Regions from separate parts of the Mus musculus genome. Here region 1 is linked to region 2. A link is a contact called in public promoter capture Hi-C data. All regions are on one chromosome and are shown on one strand. Each heading gives the region's core, a stretch centred on a gene start, on an enhancer-like site or on the middle of the called end of the contact. The rest is flanking DNA. Distances are from core to core; before and after follow the strand shown.

Region 1 (6,476 bases), core at 2,382-4,881, 320 kb before region 2:
AGCAAGTCCTAGGGATAGGGCATGAGAATCCACACTTTCAATACACAGTGGGATTGAATTTTTATGGCCATTGATGAAATGCATCTTGATAATTAACCATGGGTCAAATCAACTGCTTCTGGGTTTATAAGAACCCTGAGGTCAACTAAAACAAAGGGGTAATTTTTGCTCTAGCTTGTGGCTCACTTCTTAAACATTTCCTGTGAAACGTGAAACACCCACCTCACACTTTGTGTTCACCCTAGATTTACCTGTGAAGACTCTGGGCTAATTTTCTTATCAGACAGAGTTTTGCCTGGTTCAAATTTATGGAATTAAACTCCAGGGCTACTGAACTTTACAAAGCTCAGCCCAGATACTGTGAGACCATATTGAAGGTATTTTCTGTCTACTTTCCTTTACTTAAGTCATTTGGAAACTGTCAGTTTCTTCAAGCTTTAGCAAAATGGAAGCATGGGATTTCAAAACATAAAGGAGGACATGCAGATATCGATCAAATTGTGGATGTTACCTGTAAGTAGTGTAACACGTTCCACCTCCAAACCATCCCAGCTTTAACGATGAGAATTAAACTTACTCTTAATCAAGTGTGCCATGCCTATGAGCTCCATGTTTCTCCACCCCCACGTACCAGCAGGCAGGCAGTCAAAATAATCACCCCAAAAATATATAATAAGAGCAGAAAAAGTCAGAATTAAGTGAGTTTTAATGCTGCTGGAATAAAGAAATGGCTGTAAAACAAAAATAAAAATGACAAGCTCTTTACAAAAAATATCACTGAGTTTTCTTGAAGCAACCCATGCCTGTCTTCATCTTGCCAAACATATGCCAATCCTTTTCCTACGAACTGTGCTGTTTAGTTAAATTTCCTCTAGTCCTTTCTAAATTAAGATGCACAAAAACTATGGATGAAAGAGACAGATGAGGAAGTGTGTACTCACTTTCACTCACCCACACATATTCCTGAGGTTTATGAAAATCACTAGCTTGTGCTAACTTATCCTTCTCTGAATTTGACAACTGACTTGCAAAACCCCATTTCCAGGACTAATTTAAGAAAATAGCTTAAATAAATGTTCACAGAAGGAACATACATTTGTTTGTGCAGGTTTGCAAGAATATTTTTAATTAAAATACAATCTATATGCAGCAAACGTTGTCCTTTTTAGGTGTACAGTCCAATAAACTCTGACAATGCATGCAGCCATGTAACCATGATTAAGGCTGTTGAGCCCTGTTGCTCAACAGAGGCACTATGAATGGTTACTAGCATGGGGCTTAGAACTGCACAGGCCCCAAACCATGTATGGTCTCATCAAAAATTTGGCTGAGAAAACGCAAAGAACTAAATCTTTTACATTTATTTTATGTGAAATTACAATATTTTATATGAATTACCTGAAGTACAACAAAAATAATTTTACCTGAGTCTTTCCTCTTTTTTGGAACTACTAGAAAATTAAAAGTTAATGATCTCACTTGTGCCTCAAATTGCCTTTTACTTGCAGATGGTTTTGACTTGGCAATTTGCAGGGAATACCACATCCTATTCCCAGTTCCAGGCAACTACCAATTACCTTGTATACCTGAAACATTTGATTCTAAGAGGTTTTAAAATACTTCCATTAAAATATCTACCCTGAACCTTGTAATTTTTCTTAAACATTTTGTAGAGGTTTTAAAAATAATTTTTAACATTCGTTTTTAACTTCACAAGAGTTTGAAAAGACTCATCTATAATAGTATTTGTTAATCAATATCATTTTCATTAACTGGCCTCGAATGCACTTGGGGCAATAAGTTGTCTTCCGAGGGACGTGCACAGTGGTCCTCAAATGAATGGAGGCCATTGTGCACACACACAACAGCATCTATTCACACATGCTGCGGTAGATCTGAGCCAGAGGTGGGGAACCTCCGAGAGCTTAACTTAGCCTCAGGAAGTGGAGAGAAAGCTTTATCTGTGCTCACAGGCTGAGTAGACACGCACAGCACTGAGCCAGCCGATGTGGGAGGAGAGCAGGAGAAGGGTGTTCTGGCCCGCTAGCCGGCCTGTGAGGGAGGACTCTGTGATGCCCGATGATAACAGCCAGAGACAGGCAGAGCCAGTCAACTGCATCCTGTCCGACTCATCCCAGCCCCGTCTGCTCCCTGTCTGCTTTCTTCCAGGCCCCTTCCAACTAATCTGAAAAGAATTATTATTTATAACAGGCATTCATTCTGCCTGCTGCTATTCATAGTCATCTTCACTTACTCTAGATTCTTTTTACCATCTGTCTGATTTTCCAAAACACAATAAACACTCTAGGTAGACTTTCTGCCACTGTATTTCTATGGTACAGGAGACTGCAGAGAGTCTCCCATAGGCTAGTCAAGAGCTCTACCACTGAGCCACACCCACAGCCCCGAGCCCCACTTTCTATTAGGTTAACTTGGCTCTGCCTCTAGGTTAGGTTCCTTCTCAGCAGTCAACTTTGAGCATGTCTGCCCTCCCCTCTCTTCTCACCCATCTCCACCTTTTCCTTCACAGTGCCCTGAGGACTAGAAGAACAAGAATCATCTGAATGTCTGAATTTTAAGCATTTTGCTATTAGTCTCCTAAGAAGACCTCAGCTTGTTTCTTGGGAAGCCTACATCCTATCATCCCTTCAAACTTTTTTTTTTTGTCTTTTGGTAAAACCATTGCACCCAAATTATAATGTAGCCAAAGGGAGAACTGTTGGCCATCAACAGTGTCCACAGTTTCTAAACACAGCAAGTGGCACTCACCTCACCCTCCTAGCCAAAGGATTCCCACTGGGTCTTTTGAATGTACTCAGGGGGGATGGTTTCTACCATGGCTCCCTTGCTAGACTGGGTTCCTTTACTATGACCCCCATAGTCAGGTTAGGTTCCCAGCATCCACATCAGGAGACTCACAACCATCTGTAACTCTAGTTACAGAGGACCCAAGGCTCTGGCATCTATGTGGTGTACATACACAGACACACATACATGAAATCATTAATTAGTTAGTTAATTAATTCCTGCTACAAGTGGCAGAACATAGGGTCTGAAACTTGTTAGGCACTCAACTGTCCGGTGTGTGTGTGTGTGTGTGTGTGTGTATGAGGTATTTCTGATATAAACTAAGACAAGAGGATACCAGCCTGAGCTACATTCAATCTTCTTGCTTTGGTCTCCCAAGAGCTAGATTACAGATATATACTATATGGTCATCATTCATTAATTTCAAAAGCAGCAAAATAAGTAGGTAGCCTGCATTCTCTAGAGACACAGAAACAACAGGAAATTTTAATGTATAAAAAGAGACTAGTTACAAAGAATTGCTGAGAAGTTCCAAGATCTGCCCCCTGTAATCTACAGACCTAGCATGGCAGTGGAAACCTAAGTATGACATGTAGCAGACTAATGTGCAATCTTGGGGGATGGAAATCTTGGGGGATGGAAATGAGGGAAAATGTGAGAAAGATCTCATGGAACTGACTGATTCTAATGAAGAGAGTGCAGCCTACTATTGTATGTGCTCAGAATACTCTGAAACTGAAGGGACAGATCCTGTCCCTTTACATAATTCTGACCATAACTTGGTTCCTTTGTTGCCATGGTAACCAACAGTCTTGGAACACAAACTTCTCAGAAGCAGTTGGGCTTTACATCACTGAGACATGGGCTCTGAAGGGTTTCTGACTCCATCACTTTGTCTCCACTGCTGGAAGCGCCTGTCTCATCTGGGCAGCCCTCAGATCAGGGCATGACAAAGGCATGAGCATGTGTGTGAGTGTGAGTGTGTGGTCTTCCAGGTTTGCTTACAGGGAGATTATGGAAAATGCAGAATAAACATGCCATCAGATGGTGGGAAGATGGGTGCTCAAATGACAGTCACCTTTCTGGAAAGCATTCTGGTATCAATTATTATGTCTATATATTTATGATCTTTGGTCCACTAACTCCATGGATCATGGTATGGTCTTAAGTAACCTAGTGATCATTAATCAGCCAAGTTATTGAGTATCAGTAGGTGACACCTAAGGCTATTTAATAAGAAAGTAGTTAAGAATATTAGAATAGCCATAGGTTATTATAAACTTGATAATAAGTTTCTATTGATGTGAGAACCACATGTATTTGGATATGTGTGTATATGTACATATGCGCACAGATATACATATATACTAAGAAATTAGTTACCTTGACCTCAGAAGAGTGGACTGAAAACATACTTGACTCTAGTCACACTTCCCTGTCATTTTCAAATTCTCCTTTTTGTTTATAAGCTCTCTCAGCTACTGTCAAACAAATAAGAGGCACAAAGAAGAGATGCCAGAGTGTTTTTGTCTTTACAGAGGCAGAAAGTACAAAAGGGTGGACTATACAGAGTGGAAGGAATAGTTTCAATAAGAAAAAGGAATGGGTCATATAACTTCCCCCCATAATATCATTTACTAATTTTTTTCTTCTGAAGTTTCCAGAATCAAGGAAAACTTGAGATTGGACACTCTCAGCACCATGACAACCTCACCCTCCAGCAGTGACTACAGTAGCACAGAGGATTCTATTTATGAATGCAAGTCCAACCAGAGCGCCTCGGTGGGCTACTACCCCTCTGAGAACACCTTTTCCTATGAGGACCTGGTCTCCCGTGAGGAGACAGCCTCTGTGGATTCTTTGGTCCATTTCCTCCCTCCTGTCCAAAGCACCTGGAGGACAGAGAGTTTAAGGAGACTCTTCAGGAAACGAGATCAGGTGGAGCATGACCCAGAGCAGTTCAGCAAGCTAAGCATCACACTGGCCTGGGATATCGATGTGGACTCTAACCATGCAGACTCTCTTGCTAATCTGGATCTAAATGCCCATAGCCAGTGGATGGATAAGTGGCCAGAAGACAAGACAAAACTGACTCCCTGCAAACTGTATAACCTAGTACAGAAACTTGAGACATTTCTAGGAAAAGAAAAAGGTGGCCAGCATGACGGCTGTGTGCTCCCTGAATCTACTCAGAAGGAAGATGTCCACCTCAACAGCACTACCCCTCCACATACTGCTCAGGTCAGTCCTAAAGAACGTGATGTTTGTCAAGACTTGTCCAAGCAAAGATCCCTGGAAAATGAAGATATCTGTCAGGTGCTAGAGGATCCTCCAAGGTTACTGAAAGACGAAGTTGTGGTGAGCACAGAGATGCATGCCTCCCAGGAGAGCAAGGGGCAGGACTGGGGAAGACAAGGTTGGACAGTGGAGCCTCACTCTCACTACCTGCTGTGAGGCAAGGTGGGCCCCAGGAGACTAGGACAGGGGGGAAGATAACAGTAAGGAGAGGAGATGGGGCACTGTAGGAAAGATACTACAGAGCACAGAGGGAGGGAAGAGGGGTAGGCACAGCAACCCTCAACCACAACCACATAAAAATGGAAGTGTGTGTTCTAGTCAGTTTGTCTCGAAACTTTGCTATATTTGGGCTATTTGGGCAAATGGGCTTGGGTTCTATAAAGGAGTAGACAGCAGGCCCACTGATTTTGACACTACATGCATCTAACTCATCCTGTTTTCTCAGCAGGAGATAAGACAGGCATCTGAGAGCTCCTTGGAAACCTCCTCCGTGTCATCCCCTCAGCCAGAGGGTGCTTCCCGCTCACACAACATATTCTGTATGAACTTTCGGTGGGTCTTCCAATGGCTGCGGACACAAATCTTCTCCCGATGGAGGAGACAGCGCCCTAGCCAGGCTACCAACACCTGGCACCAGAAAGCAGTGAGAAATATACATTCTCTCAGAAGCAACAGAATCCAACCCCAAGAATGACACAGGAATGAGTTCACCTGACAGCCCCAGAGTTTTAAACCTTTGAAGCCTCTTGTTCAAAAATTCCTAAGAGGTATGTGTCCTCTCTTCCACCTCACAGCTGAGGAAATCAATACCTGGAGTACACAGTGGGAGTTTCCAATCTTCACATTCCTTCTGAACAAGCCACTTATTACAACCAGGGAACAAGTGTACCTGAAGTAGTCTGGTATCCTGGACCACCAGAACTGCTGTCTTGATGTTGGACCCTCGACTAAGGAGTGGCTCCAAACAGTCTCAGTGCCCACTGGAAGCACAACCTAAGCCACCCCACCATGGCGGGAGGCTGGTGGGATATATACTGCCTTCTGGAAATGAGGGTTTGCATAATGAAAGAGTAAAACACACATAAACAAAATGGAGGCAAAAAGAAGGAGGGAGAGGGGATGCTATTCTTTTAGGAAGCAGCATACTACCTAAGTTTACCAAGAGTTAATTCAGCCTTCTGAATTCAACAAGCATATTTTCAGCCTGAGTCAAAGTAATTTGCTTGGAGAAGACACACATAAGAGAGATCTGTGTTTACTGGGGAAAAAGACGTGGGGATTGTTGAGCAGGGGTTCCCATCTCCCCCAAGACTATACTGAAGAAAAAGCCCAATTCTTTAGTAAGATTTCTGGTTTCTGCCTACTCCTTT
Region 2 (6,636 bases), core at 3,664-6,163:
TCCAGTAGTAACATTTGGGAACAAGTCTGTAGAATGTGGGCCTAATATCCAAAGTGTAGTCAGAGCCTTTCCTCCAGACAAGTCTCAAATGTTTGCATACATTTTTGTTTGCTTGTTTGTCTTCTGAAACAGGGTTTTCTCTTTGTAGCCCTGGCTGTCCTGGAACCTGCTCTGTAGACCAAGCTATCCTAGACCCTAGAGATCCTCCTGCCTCTGCCTCCCAAGTGTTGGGATTAAAGGCATATACCACCACTGTCTGGCCAAATGTTTGCATACATTTTTAAATGGAAATAATTAGCTTCCTGAAGCTGTGGAGATCTCTGAGGCTGAACAGACAACCTAGCCAAATGGATGAGCCCCAGATCCGTGGGGGACTACATCCTAAACAATAAAAACAAAACAAAAAAACGGCTGGATGGGTGATGGCACATGCCTTTAATACCAGCACTTGGGAGGCAGAAGCAGGCAGAGCTCTGTGAGTTTGAGGCCAGCCTGGCCTACAGAGCGAGTTCCAGGACAGCCAAGGCTACATACAGAAACCCTGTCTTGAAAAAACAAAAACAAATTAAAAACCAACAGAGATTCCCGAGGAACAACACCAAGATTCACCACCAGCTTTAATGCACATGTGCACCTACACACACTGGCACATGTGCACCTACACACACGGGCACATGTGCACATACACACATGGGCACATGTGCACCTACACACACAAGCACTCACAGTTTTAAAAACAAACATTCTTATACAAGGACATGAGCCCATACACTGTTCCCCTCAGAGTGACACTTCAGTCACCACTTTTTATTAACCGTTTTGGCCACGGACTACTGTTTCAAAATGCCTGATGTAACTTTCCTAATTTTGTCTCTACTAACTTCCCCTTGCCTCGGCCGCCTTTTGGACTAAGCTCTGAGTTTAGCACAGCTCATGCAGAGTTCTGTTCCTGTGACTATGCTCTGTTCTTCACAAAGAAACAGCAGTCTTTTCAGAACCTCTGGGTCTTGTTTAGACAGACAATGCATTTTTATAATCAAGCATTAAAAATCATGTGTATCTCTTAAAATCATATTTTCTTATTCAATAGACACAAATCCTACATATAGCATTTTAATATAGAAATGTGCAGAGAAATGCCATCAATTCAGTCACTTGTTAGTATTTTAAATATTGGTTACATATGATAGCTATACATACATACTTGAATCCTATCTTTCTGTGAATTTAACCATAAATGCATATTTTTAAAGGATGTGTACATTGCTTCACAATTGCCCTTTCCTAAACCTTTCAAATGAGTCAGTTACTTTCTGAAACATTACCAAGGGCAGCACAGGACTCTACTAGATGGCTATTCGCTGTTATCAGGTTAGGGCCTAAAGTCAGACACGTGTCTTTTGTTACAGACAACAGCTTGAACATTTCTTGACACTGATTTAAAATTTCATTTTTACATTTTATTTACTTACTTATTTATTTTTTTATGTGCGTGTGTGTTGGGGGTACACACCACAGAAGAAGTCAGAGGCAACCTGACTTCTACCACATGGGCCCCAGGAATGAAGCAGACGTCATCAGGTGTGGCAATGTGTGCCTTTACCACTGAGCCATTTTACCCACCCAATTTTTGAAGCTAATTTGTTGTTGTTTTCAAGATAGGGTTTCTCTGTGTAGCCTTGGCTGTCCTATAAATCACTCTGTAGACCAGGCTGTCCTGGAATTCACAGAGATCCTCCTGCTTCTGCCTCCTATGTGCTGGTAAAGACATGTACCACCATGGTCCAGCTTATGCTAATTTTGCTATCTAGTTATATACTTAAAATGGAATTATTACACCAAAATTATATAAATAAAGGGTTGTTTTGGTCAAGGGGCAGTGATTGAGGAAAAGATTTTTTATACAATATGCTTAAAAGAATTGTACAGTTTACTTACATTAGAACACTGCCTTGTTTGTGTTTGCCTGAGATACAGTCTGACTATTTAACCCAGACTGGCTTTGACCTCATGGCAATCCTCCTGTATCTACCTTCTCATTGCTAGAATTAGAGGCATGAGCCCCCAAGCCTGATGTGTGTATTTGGTTTTTTTTTGTTTGTTTATTAATAAGATTTTTCTCACTTGTGGTGAGCCCCCTACTGTGCTTTGTGGATGTCTGCCTTTGGATTCACTTTTTCTGATTGTCAGCTGTGGGTTGTTTGCTTTCTAATGTTGACAGAATTGTCTATGCAGCCAGTTCTGCCTATCCTTTTCTCTATGGGCTCTTCCTTTCCTTTTTGCTTAGCAATTTCTTCCTGAATTTCTTTTATAAAAAAACTCGTTTTTGTTATTTTAATTATATAGTGGGAGGGGCACGCACACATGAGTGGCTCAGCTATTAAGAGTACTGGTAGCGGGCTGGTGAGATGGCTCAGTGGGTAAGAGCACCCGACTGCTCTTCCAGAGTTCAAATCCCAGCAACCACATGGTGGCTCACAACCATCCGTAACGAGATCTGACTCCCTCTTCTGGAGTGTCTGAAGACAGCTACAATGTACTTCCATATAATAAATAAATAAATCTTTAAAAAAAAAAAAAGAGAGTACTGGTAGCTCTTGCAGAGGACCTGGGTTCAATTCCCAGCACTCACAGCTCACCACCATCTGTAACTCCAATTCCAAGGGATTCAAAGCTCCCTTTCTGGCCTCCTCGGGCATTGTATGCACCTGGTGCACTAATACTTATTCAGAAAAACACCTTCATACATGAACCTAAAAATCAAACACAGAAAAAAAAAAAAAAAAAGCAAGGCAGCCGTCCCAGACAAGTCCATAATGGGCCCCGTGATCCTGGAGTGCTCTTCTGTTGCGTGGGCTGGCGGCTCTTCAACAGCACACAGATAGGAGATTTGAGAAGTAGACTGAGGCTGTGAGTTTTCAAGGATATTTTTGCTTAGAAGAGAGAAAAAAATTTTTCCCCATGGGTCTCAGCAAACACTTCAAAAGCAGACCTAAGGTCAGCTGTAGTAGCTTAGACAGTTGCGGCAGGAGGCAACAATCTTCCAATGTTGTTCTAAACAAACAAACAAACAAAACCCAAGCACTGAATTCCTTTATTTATTATTTTATTTTATTTTATTTTATTTTATCTTATTTTATTTGCAAAGGGCTCTTAAGCACAAACAGGGGTTCTTTGCAGCAGGAGGTTGAGGCCAGCCTGGGCTACATAGTGAATTCTAGGCTATCCTAGGCTACCAATGAAAGGCCCAAGACCGTGTCTCACAAAACCAAAATAAGTAATAATAATTAAAACAATAAAGAAGCACAAGGAATGTAGCTGATACTTGAGAGAAGCAGGCATGTGTTTAATGTGTGTGATATGACGACTTGGGATGTTTGGTTTAATGTGTGTGATATGACGACGTGGGATGTTTGTATTCCTCTGTTACCCTTACCTGGAAATCATGGATACCTTCATGCTGACTTTCAGAGCACACCCATGCTGCAGACACAAGGATACTTTAAGTCAGCTGTTCTCAACCTGTGGGTCTCAAAACCCTGGGGGGGGGGATCATTTCACAGGGGTCACCTAAGTCCATGGAAAACACAGACATTTATGACATAGCAATAACAAAATTATAGTTATAAAGTAGCAACAAAAATAATTTTTTGGTTTGGGGTCACCATAACACGAGCTGTATTAAAGGGCTGCAGTATTAGGAAGGTTGAGAACCACTGCTGTAAGTGGTGTTGCATAGGAATGACTCCAGCACTGTCCATTATGTTAATTTGTTTACTGATTTTATCATTACTATTTTTCAACAGTCTCACTATGTATGGAGTCTGTGTTCTCCTGTTCTTGGCAAGCTTCCTACCTCAGCCTCCGAAGTGCTGGAAAAACAAGCACCAGACATCCTGCCTTTTCCATTTAAAATGTTATCAATTTATTTTAAAATAGGTTTAGGTTACAGGAAAAATTGCAAAATTTCTCATACATTTTACATCCGTTTCTATCATGGCTGTCATTGGTATCCTACATTGAGACATATCTCAGTGAAAAGAGTGCGACAGGTTATATTATTAACTCAAGTTTGTGTTATGCTTGTTTTTTTTTTTTTTTTTAAGTTTTCCCCAGTCCCCTTTTCATAAGTGCCTTTTAAGATACTAAGAATCCTATTTGTGGCTTGGGGCACCTCACTGTGCCTCAATATCTCAATAAAATATGAAATTCATTAGTGGTGGCACAAGTTTATCTTCCCAGCCCTTGGGAGGAAGTAGCGAGAGGTCAGAAGTTCAAGGTCATCTCTACTGCATAGCAGCTGGAGGTCACTCTGGATTGTGAGAGACCTAGTCTTAGGAGGGAGAGAGAGAGAGAGAGAGAGACAGAGAGAGAGAGAGAGAGAGAGAGAGAGAGAGAGAGAGAGAGAGAGAGAGAGAGAGAGAGAGAGAGAGAGAGAGAGAGAGAGAGAGAGAGAGAGAGAGAGAGAGTTATTTTGCACAATTAGAATGACAAAAAGTAGCTGGGTGGTGGTGGTGCATGCCTTTAGTACCAGCAGAGGCAGGCGATTTCTGAGTTCAAGGGCAGCCTAGTCTACAGAGTGAATTCCAGAACAGCTGGGGCTACACAGAAAAACCCTATCTTGAAAAAAAACAAGGAATAAAAGGAAAAGAAAAAAGAAAGACAGAAAGAGGAAGAAGAAAAGAGAAAGAAGAAAAAAGGAAGGAAGGAAGGAAGGAAGGAAGGAAGGAAGGAAGGAAGGAAGGAAGGAAGGAAGGAAGGAAGGAAGGAAAGAAGAAGAGAGAAAGGAAAGACACAAAAGCAAGAACTCGTCCCGGCTTGCCCCGTGAGCCCGGGGAGCCCAGAAGCCCCGGCAGGAGGCGCGCGCCCGCAAGGGCCGGCCGGGGACGCGCGCGGCTGTCGTGCCGGAAGCGCGCGCCCGGCGGGGCTGGGGCGGCAGGTGCACGCGCGGGGCCGGCGCGCTAAAGCGATGCGCGCGGGCGCTCCGGGGTAGCAAGCGACCTGGCCTGCGCGCCCCTGGCCCGCGCGCCCCGGCCCGCAGCGATGTGGCGGCTGCGCCTGCTGGTCCTAGCGGTGCTGGCGGCGGGCAGCGCCGAGGCCCAGGCGAACTCCAGCGACGGTGAGCTTCCCGAACTTGCCTCCGCTCCTGCAGCAGGGCCGCAGGCTGCCCGGCTCTGTGCAGCCCTCCCCGGTTGCAGATGCGCGTCAGGCCGCGGGTTCGGGACCGTGTCCATCCTGCCAGCGCCTGGTTTGGGCTGGGAACCGGGAAGAGATAAGTAGCCCCCTTTGAGGCATTCTTCCCGGCAGGGAGCAGCCATGTTTGTGGTTTTAATTGGACGCATTGAAACGGCCTTTTAAACTGAATTTCGGGGAGGACGCCTGTAAGCGCAGCACCCCTGAGGCTGCGACAGGAGGATTATGTGTTCGAGACCGCCCGGAGAGTGAGCGTCAGGCCCAAACTAAAACCAAACCGAACCCGTCGGCTACCGGTAGCAAAGTCCATCGAGGAACTAAGGCGTTCCACGCAGTAGCTGACTTTGATACTCCGAAATCTAGTTGCTTTTTTAACTGGGTGACGATTTGCAGTTTGAGAGGAAAAATGAGCCAGTGATGGGACGTGAAATCCTAGGTCTTGTGCTGAGAGAGAGGGGTTTAGCGACTGTTGGGCAGGAGCGGGGGCGTTAATGGGAAGCATGAAAAGCACTAATTGTGCCACGCTGGTGGTCACGTGTTGTTTCTGGCTGCGTTAAGTACATTCCTTGTTTTGAGCTCTAGACAAGTAGCAAATACAATAGTCTTCTGAGTGATGGGATCATTTCTCCTAATGTTTATCTGTGAAAAGCCAGGGATAGTACCGCACTTTAGGATCTTCGAGTACAACTAAGGCCAGTACTGAAAAGTACAAATATTTGTGTGTTAAGTGTATACACACACACACACACACACACACACACACACACACACACACACACACACACACCTATTTTCTTGAAGAAAACTCTGGCTTACAGCAGAGAGGAAGCATTGGCCTCTGGCCCTGGCTGAATGCTAGGTCCGTTTCACAGCCTGAGTACTCTAATCCTCAACGCCCCAGGAGCTAGCAATCAATCCAACCCTCTGGAGGCTCCAAATGCTCGTTTGCTACAAACGTAGCAACACCTGGTGTGTTGCCCTGCAAGTTGCATGACCCCTGCACTTCAGCAAAGCCACTTTCTGAGAGGAATATCTTGCCCCCGGGCTGGGGATGTAGCTGAGTTGGTAGAGTGTTCGCCTAGCATTTAAGCAGGCCTGGTGCCCTTCCTGAGCATGGCATGGACTGGGTGTGGTGGTACAGGCCTAGACCCCAGCATTTAGAACGTGGAGAATCCAGAGTGCAGAATCAGATTCAACTATATAAGGATTCGGAGGCCAGCCTGGACTACGTGAGACCCTATCTCAAAAAAAAACCAAAAAAACAAAAACAAAAATCAAACAAACAAAAAACCCCCAAACCTTTCACAGCATAATGCTGTGTTATATTTAATCTGCGAGTGCGTATCTTCGGAACATCCTTCTGAAGGTGGGAGAGAGGAAGGGTTGAGCTTGGGGTTGATTTGGAAAGCTCCTGTGTCTGGAGGCCTGGGAGCCAGAGCTTTT

What was found. Promoter capture Hi-C pulls out the DNA fragments that hold promoters and counts their contacts.
Region 1: a promoter capture Hi-C map of liver shows a contact between it and region 2, with 2.8 times the contacts expected there. The contact joins the promoter of 1700034J05Rik here to the promoter of Tm7sf3 in region 2. A contact is called at or near these places in 4 of 39 promoter capture datasets (the C10 cell line, hippocampal neurons and liver), 1 of 115 datasets of contacts at active chromatin or transcription factors (bone marrow-derived macrophages) and 2 of 9 other capture datasets (adipose tissue and liver).

What each region holds. Positions count from the first base shown.
Region 1 is chr6:146,951,576-146,958,051 of GRCm38.p6, reverse strand. 1700034J05Rik (RIKEN cDNA 1700034J05 gene) reads left to right here and starts at 3,631. Exons shown (of 3, transcript NM_001164236.1): 1 at 3,631-3,763; 2 at 4,466-5,166; 3 at 5,555-6,476. The coding sequence starts at 4,510. The coding sequence ends at 5,800. The region is part of intron 2 of Ppfibp1 (PTPRF interacting protein, binding protein 1 (liprin beta 1)); the gene reads right to left.
Region 2 is chr6:146,632,869-146,639,504 of GRCm38.p6, reverse strand. It overlaps Tm7sf3 (transmembrane 7 superfamily member 3), which reads left to right and starts at 4,913. Exons shown (of 12, transcript NM_026281.2): 1 at 4,913-5,119. The coding sequence starts at 5,044.